Regions from separate parts of the Mus musculus genome. Here all the other regions are linked to region 2. The links are chromatin contacts, called in public HiCAR-type, HiChIP or PLAC-seq and promoter capture Hi-C maps. All regions are on one chromosome and are shown on one strand. Each heading gives the region's core, a stretch centred on a gene start, on an enhancer-like site or on the middle of the called end of the contact. The rest is flanking DNA. Distances are from core to core; before and after follow the strand shown. Region 1 holds the start of Atl1 (atlastin GTPase 1). Region 2 holds the start of Actr10 (ARP10 actin-related protein 10). Region 3 overlaps Cdkl1 (cyclin-dependent kinase-like 1 (CDC2-related kinase)). Region 4 holds the start of Jkamp (JNK1/MAPK8-associated membrane protein). Region 5 holds the start of 4930512B01Rik (RIKEN cDNA 4930512B01 gene). Region 6 holds the start of L2hgdh (L-2-hydroxyglutarate dehydrogenase).

The links. Promoter capture Hi-C pulls out the DNA fragments that hold promoters and counts their contacts. HiCAR-type assays count read pairs that join an accessible place to other places. HiChIP or PLAC-seq counts read pairs in DNA pulled down with a chosen protein or histone mark.
Region 1: a HiCAR-type map of astrocytes shows a contact between it and region 2, with 4 times the contacts expected there. The contact joins the promoter of Atl1 here to the promoter of Actr10 in region 2. A contact is called at or near these places in 9 of 39 promoter capture datasets (the 3T3-L1 cell line, cranial neural crest, embryonic stem cells and 4 more), 1 of 484 Hi-C or Micro-C datasets (CD4 T cells), 3 of 115 datasets of contacts at active chromatin or transcription factors (astrocytes, pancreatic cancer cells and pro-B cells) and 1 of 9 other capture datasets (adipose tissue).
Region 3: a FOXA1 HiChIP or PLAC-seq map of pancreatic cancer cells shows a contact between it and region 2. The contact joins the enhancer-like site here to the promoter of Actr10 in region 2. A contact is called at or near these places in 2 of 39 promoter capture datasets (both in the 3T3-L1 cell line), 2 of 115 datasets of contacts at active chromatin or transcription factors (astrocytes and pancreatic cancer cells) and 1 of 9 other capture datasets (embryonic stem cells).
Region 4: an H3K4me3 HiChIP or PLAC-seq map of embryonic stem cells shows a contact between it and region 2, with 7 read pairs. The contact joins the promoter of Jkamp here to the promoter of Actr10 in region 2. A contact is called at or near these places in 2 of 39 promoter capture datasets (both in liver), 1 of 484 Hi-C or Micro-C datasets (CD8 T cells), 1 of 115 datasets of contacts at active chromatin or transcription factors (embryonic stem cells) and 2 of 9 other capture datasets (adipose tissue and liver).
Region 5: a promoter capture Hi-C map of liver shows a contact between it and region 2, with 2.0 times the contacts expected there. The contact joins the promoter of 4930512B01Rik here to the promoter of Actr10 in region 2. A contact is called at or near these places in 6 of 39 promoter capture datasets (the 3T3-L1 cell line, the SN4741 cell line, cranial neural crest and 3 more) and 1 of 115 datasets of contacts at active chromatin or transcription factors (pro-B cells).
Region 6: a contact with region 2 is called in a promoter capture Hi-C map of pre-B cells, with 2.9 times the contacts expected there. The contact joins the promoter of L2hgdh here to the promoter of Actr10 in region 2. A contact is called at or near these places in 8 of 39 promoter capture datasets (the 3T3-L1 cell line, 3T3-L1-derived adipocytes, the C10 cell line and 4 more), 2 of 115 datasets of contacts at active chromatin or transcription factors (the 230-238 cell line and astrocytes) and 2 of 9 other capture datasets (embryonic stem cells and pancreatic islet).

The regions. Positions count from the first base shown.
Region 1 is chr12:69,891,421-69,895,048 of GRCm38.p6, reverse strand. Atl1 (atlastin GTPase 1) reads right to left here and starts at 1,944. Exons shown (of 15, transcript NM_178628.5): 1 at 1,705-1,944. Map4k5 (mitogen-activated protein kinase kinase kinase kinase 5) reads left to right here and starts at 1,886. Exons shown (of 32, transcript NM_201519.2): 1 at 1,886-2,396. The coding sequence starts at 2,289.
Region 2 is chr12:70,936,209-70,940,244 of GRCm38.p6, reverse strand. Actr10 (ARP10 actin-related protein 10) reads right to left here and starts at 2,388. Exons shown (of 13, transcript NM_019785.2): 1 at 2,214-2,388. The coding sequence starts at 2,290.
Region 3 is chr12:69,755,587-69,759,537 of GRCm38.p6, reverse strand. Cdkl1 (cyclin-dependent kinase-like 1 (CDC2-related kinase)) reads left to right here. Exons shown (of 10, transcript NM_183294.2): 5 at 2,240-2,330; 6 at 2,892-3,092. Among named protein-coding and RNA genes, the nearest start is that of Mir681, 6.4 kb to the left of the region's middle. RefSeq lists an enhancer at 276-2,129. Within about 2 kb of position 1,502, at least 124 of the 459 cell types and tissues checked have an H3K27ac peak or open chromatin away from gene starts, as enhancers often do. A contact at or near this core is called in pancreatic cancer cells, where this site is marked.
Region 4 is chr12:72,083,444-72,087,381 of GRCm38.p6, reverse strand. It overlaps Jkamp (JNK1/MAPK8-associated membrane protein), which reads right to left and starts at 1,543. Exons shown (of 7, transcript NM_024205.2): 1 at 1,199-1,543. The coding sequence starts at 1,202. It overlaps L3hypdh (L-3-hydroxyproline dehydratase (trans-)), which reads left to right and starts at 2,069. Exons shown (of 5, transcript NM_026038.2): 1 at 2,069-2,733. The coding sequence starts at 2,226.
Region 5 is chr12:69,788,720-69,792,483 of GRCm38.p6, reverse strand. It overlaps 4930512B01Rik (RIKEN cDNA 4930512B01 gene), which reads right to left and starts at 2,140. Exons shown (of 8, transcript NR_033573.1): 1 at 2,033-2,140. It overlaps Cdkl1 (cyclin-dependent kinase-like 1 (CDC2-related kinase)), which reads left to right and starts at 1,777. Exons shown (of 10, transcript NM_183294.2): 1 at 1,777-1,841; 2 at 2,220-2,497. The coding sequence starts at 2,330.
Region 6 is chr12:69,722,856-69,726,582 of GRCm38.p6, reverse strand. It overlaps L2hgdh (L-2-hydroxyglutarate dehydrogenase), which reads left to right and starts at 1,709. Exons shown (of 10, transcript NM_145443.2): 1 at 1,709-1,929. The coding sequence starts at 1,787. Dmac2l (distal membrane arm assembly complex 2 like) reads right to left here and starts at 1,638. Exons shown (of 5, transcript NM_026536.2): 1 at 1,569-1,638.

The DNA.
Region 1 (3,628 bases), core at 695-3,194, 1.0 Mb after region 2:
CTCAAAAGCATACAAAGAAAACCCACCCTCAAGTCTTCTTTGTGCTCTCTCTCTCTTGCTCTCTCTCTCTCTCTCTCTCTCTCTCTCTCTTTTGGTTGCATTGTTCTGGTTTCCTGCTTCCCCCCTTTCAAATCTGATGCAGTTTCCTCTCATTTATTTTTATCTTGTGTAAAAATAAGTATTTTGTGTGAGCTGCCTCAAACTCTCTACGGGATAATGCAGGTATAAATAAGAGCAAATACATCTCACACTAGACAAAGGATCAACATCCCCATTTTGACTCTAAACTTGGAAGACTGCTCTCCCCTCACACAACACTGGCCCTCCAGGTTGACTATCCTGCGGCCAGTGTGGTGGAAGGCCTTCAACCCATGAATATCCCACAACGGCCTAGTCACACAGTGGGTAAGGGTGGGTTTGACTACATGACCACCATAAATCCATGACAGTAAACAAGTACTAAGATACCAATAGAACACTTGAAGAGATTTTGAGTCATCGAAGCCAAAAATATGTGCCCACCAAAACAAGTGCCAAGAAGATTTCAAAGAAGGAACTGTTCTTCAACCATTTTTTTTTTCAGTGCAGCACACACACAGGCTTTGTCCCTGGGGCATGTAAGTCTGGGCTTACTTATGTTCCCTAAATAAGTGCTCTTTGTGTGTGGATCACGAGAAAATGCATACAGTCTCTGTTCCGTTAAGGTGTTAATTTAATTTCTTCATTTATTAGCTATAAGAAGTTATTTCTCAAAACAGAATTAGAGTGTGTCTGGAGTCACGTGTCATCTGAAATTTGTTCTGTTGTCGTTTTTTTTTCTAGTTTTTTCAATTTTCTTACATTTTTATTTAATTTTGTGTTTTGCCTGCATGTACAGCTGTGCACCATATGCATATGTGGTGCCTACACAGGCCAGAAGAGGGCGTTGGCCCTCCCTCCCAGCCCACTCTGGATCCCAAGTTGGAGTTAATGAGGAGTGGGCCGCCACGCAGGTGCTGGGAATCAACCTCTGAGCTGCAGCCGGTGCTGCTAACAATTGGGCCATCTTTCCAGTCCTTATCTGGTTTTCCAACTGAAAATCTCTGTAAGACTCTAGAAGTAACTTTACCAGTATACATAAAATTGGCAACTTCATTTCTACCTTAAGAACAAGACTGGAACTCAAATTACAAAAGAGATTGAAACATTAACCAAATCACTTCTCATAACTCCTGCCCAATATTTTGGGCATTGTTAGTTAGGCCTCTTACATTTTAAAGCCTCTTACATTTTACACTCCTCTTTACAATGCTGTAAAAATGGTTTACAAACATTTCTCGGGTGTCAAATGCAAAACCTATCCTCTTCCAGCTACAGATAAGGACACTGGGATGTTGCCACGTATGCCTTGTCCCAGATCACCTACTTTGGAAGCAGAATCAGACAAAGGTCCCTAGCTTTGCTTTAGCATCTCTAAAACTCCTCCCATTAACACTTGCAATATTGCGGTGATGCCCAGAGACCACAGAAACTTCGAAAGGAATTGGGGTTTTCAAAAATGGCTCTGGGAAACCCTGGTGGAAGACAGGTTCTGCAGGTGTGCGGTCCAGCCTCGGAACTGGTACCACCGGGAACAGTGTGTGGAACAGGACGGTGCAGTCGGGTGTGCCGGCATTTAGTTAACCCGGCACTCCCCCACCTCCTGCCCGGGCGGCCTCAGTTTACCTGTACCGAAAGGAAGCAGAAGGCAGCGCTCCGGAGGCCTGCGGACAGACCCTCCTCCTCTAGTCCGCCGGCCACTGGGCGAATCCTGGCCGAGGCTGGGCGGGTCAGACGCCGCACGAACGCCTCCGGCGCCCCGCAAGCAGCTGGGAGGCGGGGCGCGGCGGCGTCCAGGGTGTTGTGCACTCGGCGGGCCTCAGGGCGGCAGTCTGGGCCCGCGGCCTGCGTTCTCGGGCGGGCCAGGCTCGATCCGCGCCGGCCGCGAACGTGTCTCCCGGTGACGCAGCCGCGGGTGGGGAACGTGGTGCGGCGGCGACTGTGCGCACGGCCGTCTCGGAGAAGACGCGGGTCTCCGACGCCGGCGCTCGGCCAAGAACGGACGGCCTCTCGGGTACGGCCGGCGCGGGGCCTGGCGGGACCGACGAGGCCCGGAGGCTGCCGGGGTTGCGCCCCGTGACGCCCCCCGCGCTCGCTCTCGCCGGTGCAGGCGCAGCTGCGAGCCGAGGCTCCATGTTGGGAAGCGCCGCGCGCCCTCGTTAGCGGGAGACGGCTGCGGCGGGCAGAGCCCCGGACTGGGCGCAGCGAAGATGGAGGCCCCGCTGAGGCCTGCCGCCGACATCCTGAGACGGAACCCGCAGCACGACTACGAGCTGGTGCAGAGGGTCGGCAGCGGCACCTACGGGGACGTGTACAAGGTGAGGCCCCGGCCCGGCCTGCGAACGTGGGGCACCCCCGGGATGCGCCGGACCACAGCGTCCGGCCAGGAAGCGGCCCGGAGCCCGCCGCACCGTTCCGAGCACCCTGGGTTCCCCATCGGTTCTAAGGCTAGCGACCGGCAGACTTAACCGCACCTTCCAGACCACGGCTGAGCTTTTTTTGTGGTTTTAAGGCGTATTTATGGTATTGAAGTTATTCCGGAGGATGGTTTGGTGTTGATGTGGGGGGAAAATGCTTCGCGGAAGGCGGTAGATAGGAAAGAGTATTGTAAATCTAGACCTTTGCGTCCTGTACTGGTTTGGGTGAACTTGCCTTGAAAAAAATCTCTGTGGAACCGGACTCTAAATTGTCAACTGTAAGTAATCTGGTTCTGGAGTAAAAGGATTTGTGTGTAAACATGACAGCCTGTAGGAAGATGTCTTTGGGGACCGGTGAGGTGGCTCAGGGTGTTAAAGGCCCTTAGAGCCAAACCTTACTTAGGACCCCAGAACGGTCCCCGGATTCTCTTGGTGGAAGCACGGATCCCCCACACATACACACTCACACACTCCCAGGAAATAAACAAAGTGTAATGAAATTTAAACATATTTAGAGGAAGACCTTTGTCACCTGGCAGAAGTTTAGGCATTTTGTATCTGGTTGATAATAATGAATATAACTTATGGGGTTTTCCTACTAAACTAATTCCTCTCTATGGGATTTATAGCATTCCATAATCATGAGTGGATAATTACTGCTACCCTTTTTACTGGTCTCTTATATTAAGACAAATAATAATAAATTTGTAATCTGCCGTTACACAACAACAAAAAACATGCCATAGCAAAGCAAACCGATTTCTTAAGTCTGCTAAGTTTTTGAAGGGTTCAGAGGAAAACACTGTCCAATATTCCCTCATGGCTTTTGTTCTTTGTCCCAAAGGGGCAGAGTTAGTGCAGTTCCTTATGGGGATTAAGAAAAAGCTTATTTTTGACCTGGGTGTTGGTGGTGCACGCCTTTAATCCCAGCACTCAGGAGGCAGAGGCTGGTGGATTTCTGAGTTCAAGGCCAGCCTGGTCTACAGAGTGAGTGCCAGGACAGCCAGAGCTGCACAGAGAAACCCTGTCTCTAACACCCCCCCCCCCAAATAAAAGCTTATTTTCCTTTTGCAACAGCTTGATATTTTGACCTATGTATGTATCAGTATGTTCCAAACAGCAATCTGCATAGA
Region 2 (4,036 bases), core at 1,139-3,638:
ACCTAAATGCATCTAAACATGGAATAATAGGAACTACAATTATTCAGAATAAAGAAACTCTGGTCATAGACAACCCACATGTGATACTGAAGAGCCATGACATCATATATGTGATCTCTCATTGACAGAAATGTCACTCACCACACGGCACATGAATAATCTCTTCATTCTCTTCTTAGTTTTAATATTAATAAAGTACTATTACTAATAAAGTAACCGTTAGCATGTTACTTAAGACTTTTTTTTCTTTAATCATTTTATGTGTATAAGTGTTGTGCCCATATGTGTATGTATGTGCACTACATACGCGCCTGGTGATCACAGAGGTCATTAGATTCCCTGGAACTGGAATTGTGAGGTAACTGTGAGCTATCTGACATGGGTGCTGGGAACTGAACCCAGGTTCTCTGAAGAGTAGCAAGTGCTCTTACCCACTGAGCTGGCTCTCCAGCCCCAAGACTATCTTCTTAAACTATGAGAATCTGACAATTATAATCATTTCATATATGATGAACTCAAACAAGCCTACACTCACACTAGGACATGGACACTGGTTTTATTAGTATTTATTTCCTGTGTTTATGTGCATGGGTGCGTGAATGACACAGTGCACATAGGAAGGGGAGAAGACAACTTGTGGGTCTTGGTTTAAGCCAAGCACAGTAGGCACATGAACAATGCCAGCACTCAGGAGGGCAGAGGCACTAGGACTAGAAGTTTGGGGCAGCTTGGGCCACACTGGACACTATTTCAAAAAGAAAAAAAAAACAAAAAGAGAAAAGAAAAGAAAAAGAAAAAGAGAAAAATTAGTAGTCAGTGCCACATTTCTTTTGTGCTGGAAAAAAGGTTGCTAAAATGACCATATTGGAAATCACACCTTTTTTTTTTTTCTTCCCCCGCCTGGGCACTGTTCCCCTGTGCCTAGACATCTCTCTCCATTTTCACTTCAATGTTACTTATATTCAGTGCTCCTCAAAGTCCTCAAGGACTTTGTAATGATGTAGCTTAAGTTCTGCCTTTGAAAACTTTTATGTCCTTCTGTCTTCAATCACATCCCTATATAATAATTTATATTTTCAATGTATAGCCACAATAATTATTTTCAGGTAGTAATCTCTACTTATTATATTAATGTTTTTTAAAAAAGTAAGATGAATATGGGAGAGTCAGAGAAGGAGAGGATAATCAAGAACTATGTTTAATCCAATTCTGTAGCTTCTAAGGACCAATTTTTAAGTCTGTTCTTATGACCATTTATTTAATAGTTGCTTAACATCTATTACAGGTTAGGAAGTGTTTAAAATATGCAAAAATAATCCACACATCTGTTTCATATATAACTTCACCTCAAACACATAATATGTATATATGATGGAACTCTCAGCTTTCTGGAGCCTAATATGTATTTCATACACAACATCACTTTATATATACATATATGTCATGTAATTCTGTGTTGTTCTTGAGTCCAATACAAGGACTCTTAAATGGATGGTCCAAAGAACTTAAAACCGTCCAGCATCCTCTCATACTGTCCAGATGTTCCAAGGCTTGTGAATTTGTGTTTTGCTATCTCTACCTTTGACTGCCACTTCGAGGACCACTACTCCCGTGCTTACAAACTGCTTTTTTAAAGTGCAAAATGTGGGTCTAAGAGTATTATAAGGTAACCAACAATTTCCCGTCTCATTTCTATGCGGCTTCCTGTCTTCATGTGCCAGGGCTCCATAGCTGATTTCCTACACTCCTGGAGAACAATCTATTTCCAGAACCAATGGGGCTCCATCCCATAAATGTTTTATGGTGGAAAGAGTCAGCAAGCGTTACAATTCGATGGTTTCCTTCCAATCTGACCCAGCCAGAGGCAAGCACAATCTGGGTCATCGCTGTCAAAAGTTAAAGTGATGGCCCCTGATCACCTTAGACGGGGGTGGGGTGGGGGACACCGTTCCCCGAGCTTCCTGGGCTTCTCTAGGAGTCCAGATCCCACTCAGGCCACCAGATCCTACAGGTTCGCATTGCCCAAGAGAGTCCTCCCTGACAACACATTCATCACTGAGTGTGGACTGAGCTTTGCCTTAAGGCAACGATGTGAGCTAGCATTCGCGGGATCGCCGGGGGAAGGTCCCGGGTGCCCAGCGGGCCTAAAGACGGTTGCCAGTCCGGGACCACCGGCACGTCCCTCGGGCCCACAGCCGCCCATGGCCACTCACTTGGTGAAAGCTTCTCCTAGGTCGATCACGACTGCTGTCTTCTCGCCGCCGCTCCCAAGGCCCTCGTAGAGCGGCATCTTTGAGAGACCGACGTAGAGAGGGTGAAGTGGTCCGCCCGGCGGGGGGGCTGCCTCAGCGCGGGGGCGGGGCGGGGTCCTCACAAAGCCGAGGACCCGGGCTGGCCAAGGAGAGGCCTGACGTCGCGGAGGCCGAGGCGGTCAGGCGCGCCGGACACCTTAGAGGGGCGGAGCCTCCCGGGTCCTCTCGCTCAGCGGCCGGGGGCGCCTGCGCGGCGTAGTAAGGATTTTTAGCGGCTTAGGAGGGGAGGCAGGAACTTGAGATCGCTTTCTCATTCTCCAGTTCTGTGTTGGTCGTTTATCATGACATTTAGTCGCCGCAATGAACACACAAGATAGAGTCTGCTCAGAAGAGATTGGCTTTCACTCTCCCCGAAGCAGTTCTAGAAAAGGATCCTAAGATCTAAATTCAAAACTTGGATTGGGAAGGCGGAAATGCTCCTTAATTACAGCAGTATTTGTGGTGGTTTACATGCGAACGCCCCCCCCCCCCCCCCCCCCGCGCGCCTAGGCTCATCTGTTTGAATGCTTAGTCACCGAGGACTGGAACAGTTTTGGAAGGATATGGAGATTTGACCTTGGAGGAGGTGTGTCACTGGGAGTGGACTTTGGGGTTTAAAAAGCCCACACTAGGCGCAGCTCTCTCCTCCCTGCCTCCTCTGCCCCCAACCCCCACCCCGGACCCTTGTTGCCTGGCAATTAAGATGTAAAGCTCTCAGCTACTGCTTCATTGCCATGCCTGCCCGCCACCCCACCCCCCCATCATTAACTAAAACTGTAAGCAGGTCCCCGATTGACGATTCCTTTTATAAGAGTTGTCTTAGTCATGTTGTCTCTTCCCAGAAATAGAATAGTTACTAAGACAGCAGTTCTTGCCTGTTGCTGGGGAGATTGATTGGATTTCTAGAAGAGGAGAAACCAGGTGTCATGGTGGCAAGATGCAAAGATATGATCAAAGCATATACATGAAATCGAGAACAAATAAATAAAAATTTAATAAGGAGAATATCGTGGTTATTTTAGCAGAAAGAAAAAAAGAATGAACACAAAACAAATATATTCCTTAATAATCTCAGATGTTTGAATGGAACCTCTTGTGGAGTATTTTTTAAAAAGAAAGATTTAAGAGTACATTAAAAAAACAAACAAACAAAAAAAACCCTGATTTATTTCTCTTGCTGGCTGGAAGCAAAGAATGTTGACCCAACTGAAAAAACTGTCCAGACAGTCTGCAAAAGAGACATTTTCTCACAGTCATCTAACAAAAATCCCAGCACTGGGCAAGGAGATGCTGTTTGAGCAGTTTGTCAGAGATGTCCAAGAAACTCCCCAAACAAGCTTTGCTGTTGCTCTTAGTTGCATTGCAGAGGTTGAGGATAAGTCGTTGTTGCTAAGACACCATGCACTTTAGACAGAGGACCCAGAGGTTCTAACCAGAAAGCCTCCTCCCTGAGAACTAGCTTTCATGGTACCAGAAGGCTCCATACAAGCTTTCAAAGAAGGGAAACCAGTCTTACCCAACCATGATATTCATAAACAGACACACACAAGCTGGTGTGTGTGTGTGTGTGTGTGTGTGTGTGTGTGTGTGTAATGAGATTAAAGAAACAGAGACCATCGATTTGAGAGAGCAAAGGTGTGGCACAGGAAGGGTTAGAGCGAGGATGGAAACGAAAAGAGGTGAACAATGTATTTGCATTTTAATTTGAAAACTGAAGATAATAGAAACTGTTCAAACAAGAACAT
Region 3 (3,951 bases), core at 253-2,752, 1.2 Mb after region 2:
TCACCCCACACAGAGCTGCCCCCTTTCTACACATGGAAGCCAGCTTCCTGGGCTGGCTCCCAGTTGTGTGGTCAAGTACTCAGAATGAATGAGCCCTTGAGTTTGATTCCCAGTACTGCGATCAATCAACCAACCAATTAATCAATATAGCAGAAAAGAAAAAGGTGTGTGTGTGGGGGGGTGGAATCAGAGTCCAACCACTAAAAACACTCAAAATCCCAGAAGGGAATTTTAGAGTTTCACTGGACTCCAGTTATTGGTCACCCAGGCCCGAGGGGTTAAATCCCCTCTGAGCTTGCCCCAAGTAAGTTTTCCTGAAGCTGCTTACAAGGAGAAAACACGGGAACAGTCATTATTTTGGCTTTCATTATCGGAAGCCTAGAATCCTTATCAGAGCTGGAGTGTCGCTCCATGGTTAGACCTCTTGCCTTGCCTGCATGAAGCCTTGGGTTTGACTCCTTACAGTGAAAACAGTCATTTTAAGGCAGGACGAGTGGATGCTAGACGCTTTGATCGGTGATTAGCACTTTCCCAACAAACAAGTTTCAGCATAAGGGTGGCAGGACAGATAGTGGGGCTGGAGGATACAGAGGGAAGGGGAGAGGAGGGGGCAGAAAGAACGAGAAAGCTCGCCAGCCAGCCCTGGTGGGGGAGATCTGAGGAAAGTGAAGATAAATACAGTGCATACCACAGCTCTCTGGAGAGCCGCAGACGCTGCTGGGCTCCACGTGCTGGGGGGGGGGGGGGCTGATGGGGGGAGGGTGCTGAGCTTGGAAAGAATTCCCAAACAAAGGGGGGGGGGGTGGAGCACATTCTTGTTTCTGAGTCCTTCTGCCCATATGTCATCACGACATTCATGGAAGGACCTATTTATAGCAAAATGCAAAATGGCTGGTGAAAGACTTCAGAGCCCAGGGCCATCGATTACTGAGAACCAGATAGGTAGGTTATAAGGTAATTTATCCACCCCACCCCGCCTCCATTTTTTTTTTCCAGAATAATAATGCTGATGGGAAACACTAACGTTGCTCTCTCGCCCTAAAAGTCCCTTGGAGTGGGAATTGCTGCGCCCACGAAGAGCCTCTGTCCTCTTTCCGGATTCTGGGGTCAAGGAACCCTCAAGAGTTGCAGGCTCCAGGCCAACAGTCACTGGGGCGGCAGAAAGACCCAGCGTTTCCCAGCAGAGAGGAAAACCCTTGGGAAAAGGGAGGGGTCACAAAGAACCCGGAGTAATATTTTGTCCCAACTCAATTTTAAATGTTAACCGTTGATTAAAAGTTGTTGACTTAAGAGATTTTATTTATTTATTTATTTATTTATTTATCTGTCTATCTATCAAAGACATTGTCATTTAATAAGAAAGTCCCGTGGGAGTCCTCAAGCGCTCCTCTTGGTAGTGGCTTCACCCTCTTAAAGAATGTAGCTTGATACCAGCGGGTGAGGCAGGATGCAAGAGTCTCCCGCTGGGCTCCTCTGTGCTGTGGGACAGAGCTGACACCTAGCGACCACGACGCACCCCGGACGGCGAGGCCGCAGCCAGCTCTTGTTTATCTTGTCAGGACAAATGTCAGAGCTGGAAGGGCGATCTTTTGGCAGGCACACGAGCTTCCAGCCCTCTCTCTCCCAGCTTATCTCAGCAGGCCCAGGGCTTGTCTTGTTTACCGAGCGAGCAAGCCGCCTTCCAGTGAACCGGGCTTCTGCTCCAATCTGTCTGTCGTTCTTGCCACAGGCTGAAGCCTCAAAGCCTTTCGGTCCTTTCCCCCTTCATAGACAGCAGGCAGGTTAGGGGTGATGCCTAGTTAAATATAAAGTTCCTTTTTCTAATGCAGACTGTTTGAGATATACTTAACATTTTAGTTGGGTTGGAGGTGGAGGTCAGGTGGCGTGCTCGGCTAAGGTTCTGGACTGATGCCCAGCACTGAAAAAAAAAGTCGTTTATCTGAAATCCAAACGTAACTAGGTATCTCACGTGTTTTTATTTGCTGAGTCTGGCTCTTGACAGTCATTTTTCCTATCACACTTCTTGGTTTTTGTGGCCACTCAAGAATTTGAAATGATTCTGTCTGTAGGTATGGAACTAGGTTTATTTTAGTCTGCTGTTTTAGTATCCAACAGGTCAATGGCAGATTAAACTGATATATCCAATATCTGCTAAATATTCCAGCCCTTTACTCGTGGCAGATATTAGAGTTGCACCTTCATGACATTTTGTTTTGTTTGTTTGTTTGTTTCTAACCAGTGCATACACAGAGACGTGAAGCCGGAAAATATTCTCATCACCAAACAGTCAGCCATTAAGCTCTGTGACTTTGGGTTCGCACGGCTTCTCAGTGAGTACCCACGGCTTCTTCAATGTAAAAGGAACATTCTTGCTGGGACAGCTGGTTTCCATACTACAGAAAGCTGGTTCTTGTATTCTGCCCCGGGAATAATCTTGCAACAAATTACGGTTCCTGCCAAATCTTGTAATGAAATATAACTTGAAAAATGTATAAATACACAACAATTTAGATATGTATGCTATATGTAAATTGTAGCACAAAAGTTATTATAAAGCCTGCTAATCTCCTGCCTTCTCCAACCCCCCAAACAATACTTACCAGAATTAATACTTCAGATGAATGCCTTTTAATCTTGGCTATAGATTAACACCCAAGGAACTTTTAAAAAGTATGCGGGTAGCCTTGGGCCCTCTCCAAGTGTTCGGATTAATTGGGCCGGGAGGAAGCCCAAGTATCAGTAATTTAAAACATCCTACAGCCAAGTGATGACAACCAGCAGCTAGCACTGAGAATGGTGATTCGGAAAAGCTTCATTTCTTAGGTTTTTCCCTGCTCAGTTTTGACTCCGGGCTTCCACTGATCTGTTTTCCACGTTTCTGCACCGGCCAGCTGGACCAGGTGACTACTACACGGACTACGTGGCCACCCGGTGGTACCGCTCACCCGAGCTGCTAGTGGGAGACACGCAGTATGGTCCCCCTGTAGATGTCTGGGCAATTGGCTGTGTGTTTGCTGAGTTACTGTCCGGAGTGCCTCTATGGCCAGGAAAATCTGACGTGGATCAGCTCTACCTGATAAGGAAAACCCTGGGTAAGTGGTTTCCGCTGACTTTGAGAGAACCTGCTCGCTTCTCCCACACCCCCTGCTTACCTGACACCTTTAGGAAACAGACATTTCTCAGCCTCGCTGAAATGGCTCCATTAAAAGTGTCTATGGTTTGTTCAAATGACAAGACTTAATGATTACTGGGAATTTACTAATTGTCCAGGATATATAGACTAATCTCTTAAGCTTAGGTCAGATCCTCTTAACTTCTAAATGTGTTAAGCCTGGCAACAGAACTACTGCAAGGACTTAGCTGGTCACAGGCGGCTTCCATGTTACAAGCTGAACATCCCTCATCCAGACGGCTTGGGACTCTAGTGTTTGTGACATTAGAGGTTTCAATGTGGTATGTAAGGGAAGGGACCCGAGTCTAAACAGAAAATTCATTTATGTTTCATTTCATTTCTTCCCATATCCTAAAGGCTGGTTATATGATCGTTCTAGCGTGCCCGCATTTGACCATGACACTTGGAGTCGAGTGTAGCATCTCCTACTTGTAGGATCATGTTGGCACTCAGTCTCAGAATTTTTAATGAGGGATGCTAAGCCTGCATTAGGATGAGGTGATTCATCCAGATGTCCTTACTGCAGCCTGCCTGACAAGTTTTGGATTATTCAGATTACCGTAGAGGAAGAACCTCAGCCTTCTAAGTGTCGAGAAGAAAGTCTTGTTCACCGTGCCCCCCTCCTACAATTAAGGGCAATGGGAAGGACAGAAGAGAAAAGGGAGGAGGGTACAGTAAAAGAGATCCATAACTAGTGGTTGCTGTTTTCAGAATCCAGGAGTTAGATTCTACTCTGCTAAGGAACGCCATTTAAAGCACTCTTTCTCTGCTCCATAACT
Region 4 (3,938 bases), core at 294-2,793, 1.1 Mb before region 2:
TTCAAATTCCTGGAGAACAGTTTTGTTTTTTGTTTTTGTTTTTTTTGTTGTTGTTGTTGTTGTTTTTTGGGGGGACTTATGTTGCCGAGGGAAAACAGAAAAAAGTCTGAAATGTCTCATGTTTGATATTTTCACTTTACCAAGTATCTGACATCTTTTTTTTAAAAAAATTCTTCTTTATTTTATAATCTTAAAAACAAACTTTTATTATTATAGTATTGTGTTTTCATGTGTATTTGTGTTTTGCCTGCATTTATGTCTGTGCACCATGTACCAGCCAAGTTCCCGCAGAGGCCAAAAGAGGAGAAAGTCAGAAAGGGATATAGGAGCCACTGAACTGCAGTTACTAAGGGTCCTGAGCCGCTGTGGAGGTTCTGGGGATCAAACCCCACGAAAAGCAGCAAGTGCTCTTAATCACTGAGCCATCTCTCCAGCCAATCCTTAACACCTTTTTTAAACACAACTGAACTGTAATGAGAAGGAAGTCCCTTCTCCATGGGCTTTGCGTCTAAAAGATCTCAAAACCAAGGCCAACAAACCAAAGCTCATTTACCTAACGAGAAGAATCTGTACAACCTTTCATAGCCATTGGTGAGCTATAGCTAAAATGTTGTCCTTGTTTTTTTCTGCAGCAGTCTAAGACCCTTTGTGAAGGGCTTAATGTATTTACATTTGATGTCCAGTGTAATAGTGCACGCCTTTCAACCCAGCACTATGGAGGCGGAGGCAGGTGGAACTCTGCGTTCGAGGTTAGCCTGGTCTACAGAGCAAGTTCCAGGTCGACTAAGGCTACAAGGACAAACCCTGTCTTGAAAAACAACTATTACATTTGAGGTTGAAAAAGCAAGTCTCGTGGCAATTAGGTTCTGCTTCCTTGTCCTGTTCTAACTCTGCTTCTAATTCTGAAGTCAACCACCAGGAATGCTTTCCTGGACAAGAACAAAGGGACTGAAGGAAGGGACACAGGAAGAGCACAACAAAGACTCAGCCTTTAATTCTGCACAAGCGCTCTTCTCCAGCCATTCTGGAGCAGACCATCCCAACCCCGGGAGAAGTCAGTGCCTGGGCTCAGCGCAGCCAAGGGCCAGGCTGCTCGCTGCAGCAGAGCTGTCGGCCCGATGGCGAGCCCAAGACAATGCGAGGAAAAGCAATAGGAAAAAAGGACAGAGACACGCCCGCAGCCTAATCGACCACTTACCCATTGGCCACACTAGGTTCCCCTGAGAAGCCGGGGATCAGCGGGTCCGAACGCAGCGCCCGAACATCCGGGCCACAGCGCTCTCAGCCGCTCCGCCTCCCGCTAGCCTGGCAAGCACGCTGGAACCCCGCCCCTGCTACATTCGGCTCCGAGTCCCGCCCCACCACCGCTTCCCCCGCTAGGGGTGTCGGGGGTGCACGCGGCGGACTTCCAGGCCTAGGATTCCCAGAAACCTAGTTTCCTAATCTAGGCTTGGAAGCCTCTCTCTCTCTCTCTCTCTCTCTCTCTCTCTCTCTCTCTCTCTCTCTCGCTTCCGGGTTTGAGCTCAGAGGCTCCACCTTTTCCGGGTCCAGACTCAGGTCTCGTCCCCGCCCTGCCTCCAACTTGAACTGGTCTCCACCGCCTCCAGTGTCTCTTTGAAGGGGCCCTGAGGTCCCGCCCCCGTTTCCTAGACGAAGCTCGTAGCTCCGCCCACCCCGTGCATTCAAGTCGCCGAGGCCTCGCTCCTACCCTGCATTGAGGTCTCCGAGGACCGCCCCCATCGTGCGGGCTAGTTTTCTAGGCACCGCCTCCGCAGAGTAGTCTCTGGAGCCCCGCCCCTATTTTATTGGCTCCTTTTCTAGGCCCTGCCCCTGCCGCGTGTCTAGTCTCCGAGGCCCCGCCCCCGCCGAGCAGTCCAGCCTCCGAGCCCCGCCCCGCTGCTGGAGCAAGTTCCGAAGCCCCGCCCCCTCCGTGTGTTCAAACCTCTGGAGCCACGCCCCCATTTGGGGGGTCTAGTTTTCTAATCCCTGCCCACGCTCCCTGTCCTGTCGCCCAGGCTCGCCCCTGTTGGGAGTCTAACTCTGAATCCTGCTAGCTCGGGCGCGCCCAGTCTAAGATTCCGGACGCTGGTCGCTGGGTGATCTCTGCTCGCCGGCTTGGCCCTGAGATTGCCACCGGTTCTGCGCGTTCTCCCGTTGGGTTTGGCGCTTTCTCCCTGCTTGGAGAGAGCACCACCGCGCTGTGCGGCAGTCCCTGGACGCAGACAATGGAGGCGGCGCTGGCAGTGACCCGGCTGCCCCCAAACGACCCGAGGACGCCAGCACTGTCGGTGGTGGACATGCACACAGGCGGCGAGCCTCTGCGCATCGTGCACGCCGGGTGTCCGGAGGTGGCAGGGCCCACGTTGCTGGCCAAGCGTCGCTACATGCGTCAACACCTCGACTACATCCGGCGGCGGCTCGTGTTCGAGCCCCGCGGCCACCGGGACATGTACGGGGCCATCCTGGTGCCCAGTGAGCTGCCAGACGCACACCTAGGCGTCCTGTTCTTGCACAACGAAGGCTACAGCTCCATGTGCGGTCACGCGGTGCTAGCGCTGGGCCGCTTCGCGCTCGACTTTGGACTGGTGCCCGCTCCCCCAAAAGGCGCCCGGGAGGCTCAGGTCAACATCCACTGCCCGTGTGGTCTGGTGACCGCCTTCGTAGAGTGTGAAGGTGGCCGCAGTTGCGGCCCTGTGCGCTTCCACAGCGTCCCAGCCTTTGTCCTGGCCTCAGGTAAAGGGTGAGACTCACTAGACCCGGTTGAGACAATCCGCGAATCTAACCACTGCTCTGTGGCTGAATATATCTGCGCAACTAACCCACCCTGCCTGCCCTTGCGATTAATAAAAAGGTAATTCCAAATTACTGCAAACACGCTTCAGTGTCTTTGCCTTACAGGTTTGGTGGATGCAATTCTGCTGTCCTGCTGAGCGGATCCATGCTCACAAGGCCTGGGGGGAGCTTAGAGTGGAATGCGGATGAATTGTGCGCTTCCTTTTTTTAAGATCCTCATTCCTTGCTTGTCAGGATTCATAGCCGCTTCACAGTAGACTGAAGTTAAGGACCAAAGGACAGTGTGTGTACCAGAGTTCGAGCATAGCTTAGAATATGCTTGGTAAGAACTAAATGACTCTGAAAGGCACTAAATTTGTAAGCAAAGCTATTGCTGTCCTTGTTGAGAAACAAAGTCCTTGGCTGGACACACAAGTTCACAACCCCTCAAAAGCCATCCAACCTTAGGCAAAGTTCACAGACTCCTTGACTGAGTCTGTACCTTCATTTTATCTCAGAGGTTTTTGTGGTTAGTAATGAGGGTATGAAACATTGTTAAAATTTTTTTTTCTTAAATTAATGAGTGTTCATTGTTTTATTGTTTTGAGACAGGGGGTCACTGTGTAGCCCTGGCTGGAATGGAACCCTGGAATTTCTACGTTGACTAGGCTGGCCCACTTCTTGAGTACTGGTAGATTTTTTTTTTAAAGATTTATTTATTTATTATATGTAAGTACACTGTAGCTGTCTTCAGACACTCCAGAAGAGGGCGTCAGATCTTGTTAGAGATGGTTGTGAGCCACCATGTGGTTGCTGGGATTTGAATTCCGGACCTTTGGAAGAGCAGTCGGGTGCTCTTACCCACTGAGCCATCTCACCAGCCCAGAATTTTTTAAATATCTGAAAAAAAAATATTCGTCAAGAAACAGAGACTTCAAGATATGTAGGATTGTTTCCTGGAGATACAGAAACATGGACGGGGTTTCTGGGTTCTATGGTATAGACTAAGCAGATAATCTGCATAATCGGGACATTTACAAAGAGGAGCATCCCTCTTAGGAATCAACTGGCAGCTGTTTTATCTCTCATCCCAGGTGTCCCTGTAGCAAGAGTACCCAGCATGCAACTTGCAGGGTCCATTTGCCCAGGATAGCTATGAATGTGCC
Region 5 (3,764 bases), core at 891-3,390, 1.1 Mb after region 2:
CTCTCTTAAAAGGTGAAGGAGAACATTGTCAGAGACAGGAACAATAACAGCAATCCTGTCTCCCACTGGGGGCACCTACCTGGCGAGCACAGGGTCCTGAGCTCCACCCAAGTATGGAAATTAGTAATAAGATCGCCATCTTGTACTTAATTCAATCAACTAGAGGGGTTTTGTTTGTTTGTTTGTTTGTCCTTCTGCCTTTTGCCATGTCCCAAGTGAGAACTGCAGCCCACTGGGGAAGAGAGAGGTGTTGGCGCCAAAAAATTTCCATAAGTCTCTTAGAATCCTGAAGCGAGAACACATCTATAGGGAAGGTTAAAAGTCAAATTCATATTAAAACCATTAGAAGCCATTAACCATCTATTTTAATAGCTAAATCCGCTGGTGAGATGGCTCAGCAGTTAAGAGAGCTGACTGCTCTTCCATAGGTCCTGAGTTCAAATCCCAGCAACCACATGGTAGCTCACAACCATCCGTAATGAGACCTGACGCCCTCTTCTGGAGTGTCTGAAGACAGCTACAGTGTACTTACATGTAATAATAGATAAATAAATATTTTTAAAAAATAGTTAAAGCCAAAAGGACCGCAAGGATGCCGGGCACTGGGGACATTGCAGGTGGGAAGGTAAAATGGAAAAGATAAGCTCAATGTGCAGAGGTCTCCCGCTAAGGATTTCCCCAAGAAAAATGAAGACCTGGCTTCACAGAAAGCACCATGCACGGCGTCTATAGCGGCTTCATGTATAATCACCCCACACTGGAAACAATCCAAATATCCTTCAACCAGGATTGAATAAACAAATAAATACCAGTCAGTACGTTCATACAACAGAACGCTACCCGGCAATAAACAGGAAGACACTGCTGCTAAATGCAAGATGTGTGTGGCTCTCAGATGTATTCTGTGAAGTGAGAATCTGACTCAATAAAAGCTGTGCACTGTATGTTTCCATGTACGCGATATTCTGGGCAAGGCAAAGCTATCGAGAAGACAAAAGTCAAAAAGAGTAGGCATTCACATTTGCACATGATTTCTGGGGAGGGTCCCAGACCACCACGAGTCTATTCTAGTAACTCATTATACCTCTACCCTTTGCCAGGCAGCCGTCACGCTCGGTATGCCCAGACCCAGCTTCCTCTTGAGCTCTGTGTACATTTGCATCGCACGTTCCTTGCCCCGGGTTGGCCAGGTTTCACATCGTGCGTTTTCTCTGCTGTAGCCCTGCCGCCAGCACACAAGCACCTCGGCGCCTAGCATAGGGGATGGAAGGGCTGACAAAATGTAGAGGCTGTCTGTGCGATCCTTATTTCAAGATTTCCTGCATCCATCAACTGCCACTGTCACTGTACTGAAACAGGTTCAATAAGAAGGTGATTGGGGAAAGAGTCAAGGCAATCAAAGCAGGCTCTGCACCGCCAAGACCCCACTACATGGGAGGGAAGGCCATCCTGCCTCCCTCTATTGCCTCACTCTCTCTCATTCATTTTTCGAAGCTGCAGCACCGAGCAATTGCTGTCCTCCGGGGTTCACAGGCGAGGAACGGACACCAAGGAGTGGACGTAATAAGGTATGGACCTGGTCACCCTAGCCCGAGCAGGCTGCTAGGACAGCCTGGGAGCAGGCGTTCTCCCTGCAAACTCTCCATGCTGTGATTTCCACGATTTAAACCCTCTGGACCTGCAGCGCGGGGTCAGGGACCCGGCCAAGTGGCTGCGGGTACAGCAGGGCGGAGGGCGGCCCCGCCCAACCGGCGCGGTTCCCATGGGGATCGCAGCAGTCACCCAGCCGAGCTGCAGGCTGCTGTGCTAGAGCTGGGCCGAGAGGCGCCTCAGGAGTCAGGGTGGGAGGTCCCCACAGTCCCTGCAGTTCCCGCAGTCCCCACGGGCCCGGTTGCCCAGCCGGTGTCCTCTTCCGGAGGGAATTGAGACCCGAAACTAGAACCGGGGAAGCCCTTCGCCTTCCTGGTGCTCCAGCCAGCTCAAGTGTCTTAGATCGTATGAACCATAACGTTAAAAAGATAGATTATCTTACAGCTCGGCTCGTTTTTGGATGCTGGCTACATCTTTAGCTCGAGGGAATGAAACAGACAACTGAAATTAGGTCACCCATGGCAGCCACCTGTAGACTCCCAGCCTTGACCGCGATGTCATTGCTGGGTGGGGGTGGAGTCCACACCTGGCTGATCCTTATTCTTTAACTCGCGCCTTGTTTTCTCTAGATCGCGGACGACAGCCCTTACTTGATGAGGCTCGAGAGAGGTCAGTTCATAAACGACCTTTAAAAACTATATGAAAATCCGTTCTCAAGAAGACTTGCTCCTCCTCTGTAATGGAAAAATATGAAAAAATTGGAAAGATTGGAGAAGGCTCCTATGGGGTAGTGTTCAAGTGCAGAAACAGGGACACGGGTCAGATCGTGGCCATCAAGAGGTTTCTGGAAACCGAAGATGACCCTGTCATAAAGAAAATCGCCCTTCGAGAAATCCGCATGCTCAAGGTAGCTAATTTGCTTTTTCTGTGCTAGATAGATGCTCTGGGCTGAGGCTCTGCCCTCTTCCCACACAGCCTTTGTCTTCAATGGCACAAATCAGAGTCTGTGCGCAGAGAACGGATTATGTAAGAGTAAGAAGGTGGACAGGAGAGGTGTGGGGCTCTCTTGGCGTCAACTGCAGACAGTCTTTTCACGGGTCTCTAAGAAGCAGAATTTAAAACAACTCGACTTTGCTAGAGTTTTTGAGTTTTGAGCTTCCAGCTTGTTTTCATTTTGTATTTTTAACCCATTGTCCTGTTTTCTTGGGCTATATATGCATCTGTATATGTGTGTTCATGTGTGCGCGCATAAATGTGTGTGTGTGTGTGTGTGTGTGTGTGTGTGTGTGTGTGGCATTTGGAAGCCAAAGGTTAACACTAGCCATCTTCTTCAACCATTTTCCCCCTTGTATATGGATACAGTGTCTCACTAGGATTGCTAGCCAGTGCTCTCCAGGATCTAGTACTGGGATTGCAGGTGGACAGCTGCCCTCGGGCAGCATTTATTGTGAGTGTTGGAATCTAAGCTTAGGTCCTTGGACAAAGGTGTTCATTACAAGACAAAAGTGTGTTCCCTCTTATTCTGGAAAGAGGCTTCTCTGAATTTCTCAGAGGCAATGCAGCTGCTACTGCAGGATGAGGCAGGCCATGGATGGCTCCCATGGGGAATCAACTGTGCTTCAGAAAGTGTGGCCTCGGTGTTCTGTCCAGACCCTGGCCAAGTGTATGAGTGGATGATGCTCTCAGAAGGGGTGAACTCAAATGTTTGTGCCGGTTCCCAGCTGGGGTCCTCTGCCTACTCTCCTCCACACAGCCAGTGTTGCACTCTGCTCTCGTGAGCCACTGACCATGTCCACTTTCTCAGTAGAAGCTGATAGCTGCCTTACTCTTTATTTAGCATCATCATTGTCAATATTATTACTACTTTGTGGTGTTAAGGATTGAACCCAGAGACTTTATCAAATTAACAAAACCTTCTCTCACCGAGGCACATTCCCAGTCTTCAATGGGTTGATTTACTCAATAATAATAGTAATAATAATAATAATAATAATAGGCTAGAAAGATGGCTCAGTGCATAAATGTGCTCACCACCAAACTGATAGCCTCAATTTGATCCCTTGGTCCTACATGATAGGAGAGAATCGATTCCCCCAAGTTGTCCTCTGACCTCCATGGTACACAGTAACACTTATGTGTTCCATCCACCAAAATTAGTGTTCCCAGGAGCACGG
Region 6 (3,727 bases), core at 460-2,959, 1.2 Mb after region 2:
TCTGGAGGCATGGACATTTAAAGCTCTCTCTTAGTCTAGTGATTAAGGAAAGGTTGAGCCAGGAAGTCTGCATGGGACTGACCTAGGCACATATGTTATACTTGTGTAGCTTGGTTTTCTTTTTTTTTTTTTTTTGTTTTTTTTTTTTTTAAGATTTATTTATTTATTTATTTATTTATTATATGTAAGTACACTGTAGCTGTCTTCAGACACTCCAGAAGAGGGGAGTCAGATCTCGTTATGGATGGTTGTGAGCCACCATGTGGTTGCTGGGATTTGAACTCAGGACCTTCGGAAGAGCAGTCGGGTGCTCTTACCCACTGAGCCATCTCACCAGCCCGTAGCTTGGTTTTCAAGTGGGATAAGCAGGAGCCCGCCTTTGGGACCCTTTTCTCCTACTGGGCTGCCCTGTCTAGCTTCAAGAGGAGAGAATGTGTCTAGTCTTATGCAACGTCACATACAGTGGCTGGTTGATATCCATAGGAGGCTGCCCCTTTTCCTAAGTGGGTGGGTGGGGGTGGGGTCGATAGTGAGAAGAAGGCTACAGCGCTTTGGATGCCTGCTTTTAAAAATTTGGCAAGAATTTGAGGTTGGGCCAGGACTGGGAAGTAGGCTCAAGATGAACACAGCTGAGGACAGAGTTATTTTGTATTTTGATGGGTCTTGATAAGACTCTGAATACAACTATCATGGCACCTTTGTTTAGGCTTTGTTCCTTAACTCTGTTTATGACTTAGGACTGACCTTATTCTTTGCATGTACTTAGAATTGTATAAAAGCAGACTGACTGGAGGAAAAATAACCTTGCTTCAACCTCAGAACGGGCTAGGGTTATGTTAATAGTACTGTCTAATTGTCTTTTTCTTTTCAATTTTTTCATCCCTCCCTGGAGAACCTGTTGACTGAGCTGGCTTAGTCAGGAAGGCCTGAGAGAAGGAAGGGGAAGCTGGGGCAGAGATGTAAATTAATAAAGAAAAGTTTGGGGCTAGAGAGATGGCTCTATGGTTAAGACTGTTAACTGGTCTTACCTGAGGGCCTAGATTCCCAGCACCCACATGGCAGCTCAGAATTTCCAGTTCCAGGCGATCCTGTACTCCCCTTTCTGGTCTCACAAACTCCTGCACATACCTGTTGCAATAAGCTCGCATAGGCACATATACAAGTCAATAATAGAAACCAAAAAAACAACACTAAATGACGACAGAGACCGAGCCGTCTACTTTCATCCAGCGCCTAGCTCAGCGCCCGATATTTACAAGCTGAGTCAGTGGTTGAATGAACAACCAACCAGGAGCCCCATGAAGGGCCCAGAAACCTGCGGGCAATCAGCAGGGTAGTGACAGGGAGCGGCAGGAGGTGGCTTAGTCCCCAGCTCCCGGGCCACAGCGTCGCCAACCGACCAGGAGGCGTGGCCGAAGGAGAGGCCGCAGGAGCCAGGGGTCACCCCGACATGCCCAGCCTTCTCTGGCGGAACAGCGCCGGCGTCCAGTCAAGCCTGTGCGGGCGGAGGTCCCGGAGAGTGGAACCACCACCCGGTCCCCGCCTTCGCCCTAGCTCCTCTTACTCACGGCGTGCTGCGTCCCTGCGCCTGGCCGGCCCTTCGCCCTCGGTCTTTTCCTTCCACGGCGCTCGCTCATTGGCCAGCGGAGACCACGCCCACGTCAGGCAAACGCGCGTGTTTCATTGGCTCTCGTCTGGGGGCGGGGCTGGAGAGCGGCGCGCTTCACCCTTAGAGTCCGTTCAGGTTGCGGGTGCTGGGGTGGAGGGAGGGGAGGTGGCGCAGGCCATGTGGCCGACCCTGCGCTACGTAGGCGGTGTCTGCGGACTGGCCCGGTACTGCGTGGCTGGGGGCTTCCTCCGCGCAAGTGGACCGGCGTCCGGGGTGCCCGGGCTACTGTGCGGGGGTGGCCGCAGAAGCTCCAGCACCAGGTAAGTGAGAGGCGGCGGCCTGCACTTGCTGTTCCGCTCAGGGATCTCCAACTGAACCTGTCTGTGTCCCCCGACTCGATGTCTCTGTCCCCGGCGAGGAAGTCCTGATTCTGTGGTCCAGCCTCGAATCCCAGGAGCTGCTGACCCGCAGGGTTCGTCCACTGCGTTTGTGCGCCATAGGAAAGGCAGTGTTGAGTTGAGGTCCGGAGCTAATCTGGCTCCGAATACACAACTCCTCTCCATTTCTTAACCACTCTAAAGGGTGACTGGTGACTAGGATCCTAGTCTGGCCCCTAGGTGGTCACTTTGAAGATTAAAAGACCTAGCACACTGCCAATAAGTATGCAGCTTCTTAACTATCATCCCCTGTGTTGCTTGGAAAATCCAGAACTTGGCTTCTGTGGGTCAGTTCCTTGCACACACTAGAGTTGTCCTCACTAGAAGCAACTCAGTTGCCTACTGTGAGCTGCCTAGGAAAGCTGGCAAATACAGTGTTCGGTGTGAAAGCTTTAAGGGCGGGGTGGAGGGGTGGGGGTGGGGGAGCTTTTGATTGTTTGAGACAAGGTAGACCATGCGAATGGATTTAGTGGCAGACCGAGGTGTGGCACGACCCTGGAGAGGGGCAGTGTTTTTGTTTAAGACGCGTTTAAAGCATGTTAAACGGTACTGGTTTGTTTTCCTTTGGCTGTCCTATGACTCCGGTGTAGATCAGGCTGGCCTCTAATGCCTCAAGCTATCAACCTGCCACTCCTTTCCTAGTGCAGGAATTAAAGGCACGTGCCACCCAACCTGCGCCACCTTAACTTTTGAGACTGGATCTCTCCCAATTTCTCTCCCTCTCCCTGTCCCCCTCCCTTTTTCCCTCCCCCTCCGTGTGTGTGTGTGTGTGTGTGTGTGTGTGTGTGTGTTTCTATCTGTCACTTGCTTTTTCCACATGGGGTCTCTCTTTGTATCCTGGCTATCTTGTTGACCAGGCTGTCCTTGAACTCAGAGATCTTCAGTGTCTGCAGGGATTAAAGGTGTTTGCCTCCACTGCCTCGGGGCAGGAGAGGGATGGGGTGGGGGATAGGGTCTCTTGAGGTGATTGGTTGGTTGCTCAGTAAGCACGAGGGATCTGCCTGTCTCCCTGCCCCTGATCCCAAGGTTACATGGGTTGAACAAGGAATGCCCTTACATAAAGGTGCTTTGGGTACAAACTCAAGTCCTCACTTGTATGGCAAGCACTTTGCCAATTAACCATTTTCTTATCCCAGTTTTTAAAATACTGATTATTTTGAAACAATTGTAGACCTATAGAAAGTTGCAAAAATTATAGAATGGTTTTATGTCACCTTCCTCCTGTCCCACCATTTGCCTTGGTGTTAATGTTGATACAATGCACACATTCAGGTTTTACCAAATTTATGTGCATTCTGTGTTCTGTGTATAGCTCTATACAGTTTAATCATATTTTGTGTAATCTCAGTTTGGGCATAGAAATGCTCTATTGTGGGCCTGGACACGGGTGCCCTCTAAGGTGTCAGGGCCCGGTTATTAGTGAGCTTTTGAGGATCACCAAAGACGAGCCCTGACAGCTGCCCACAGCTCTGCCAGACACTGGGCTATAGCAGCTGCCCTGGTAGCAACATGAATGAACAGTATCTGCCAAGTGCTGGCTTTCTAATAGTCAGCAGTGATACCAGCCAAAAAGTAAGGTTTAGGGACTTTCCTGGATCCTGTAACTGTGGACTAGGTCTTTGCTGGATTTGGTCTGTGTTCCCATTTTGGCAGGTTTGGGGGCCTCCATGCTAGGTTCTAA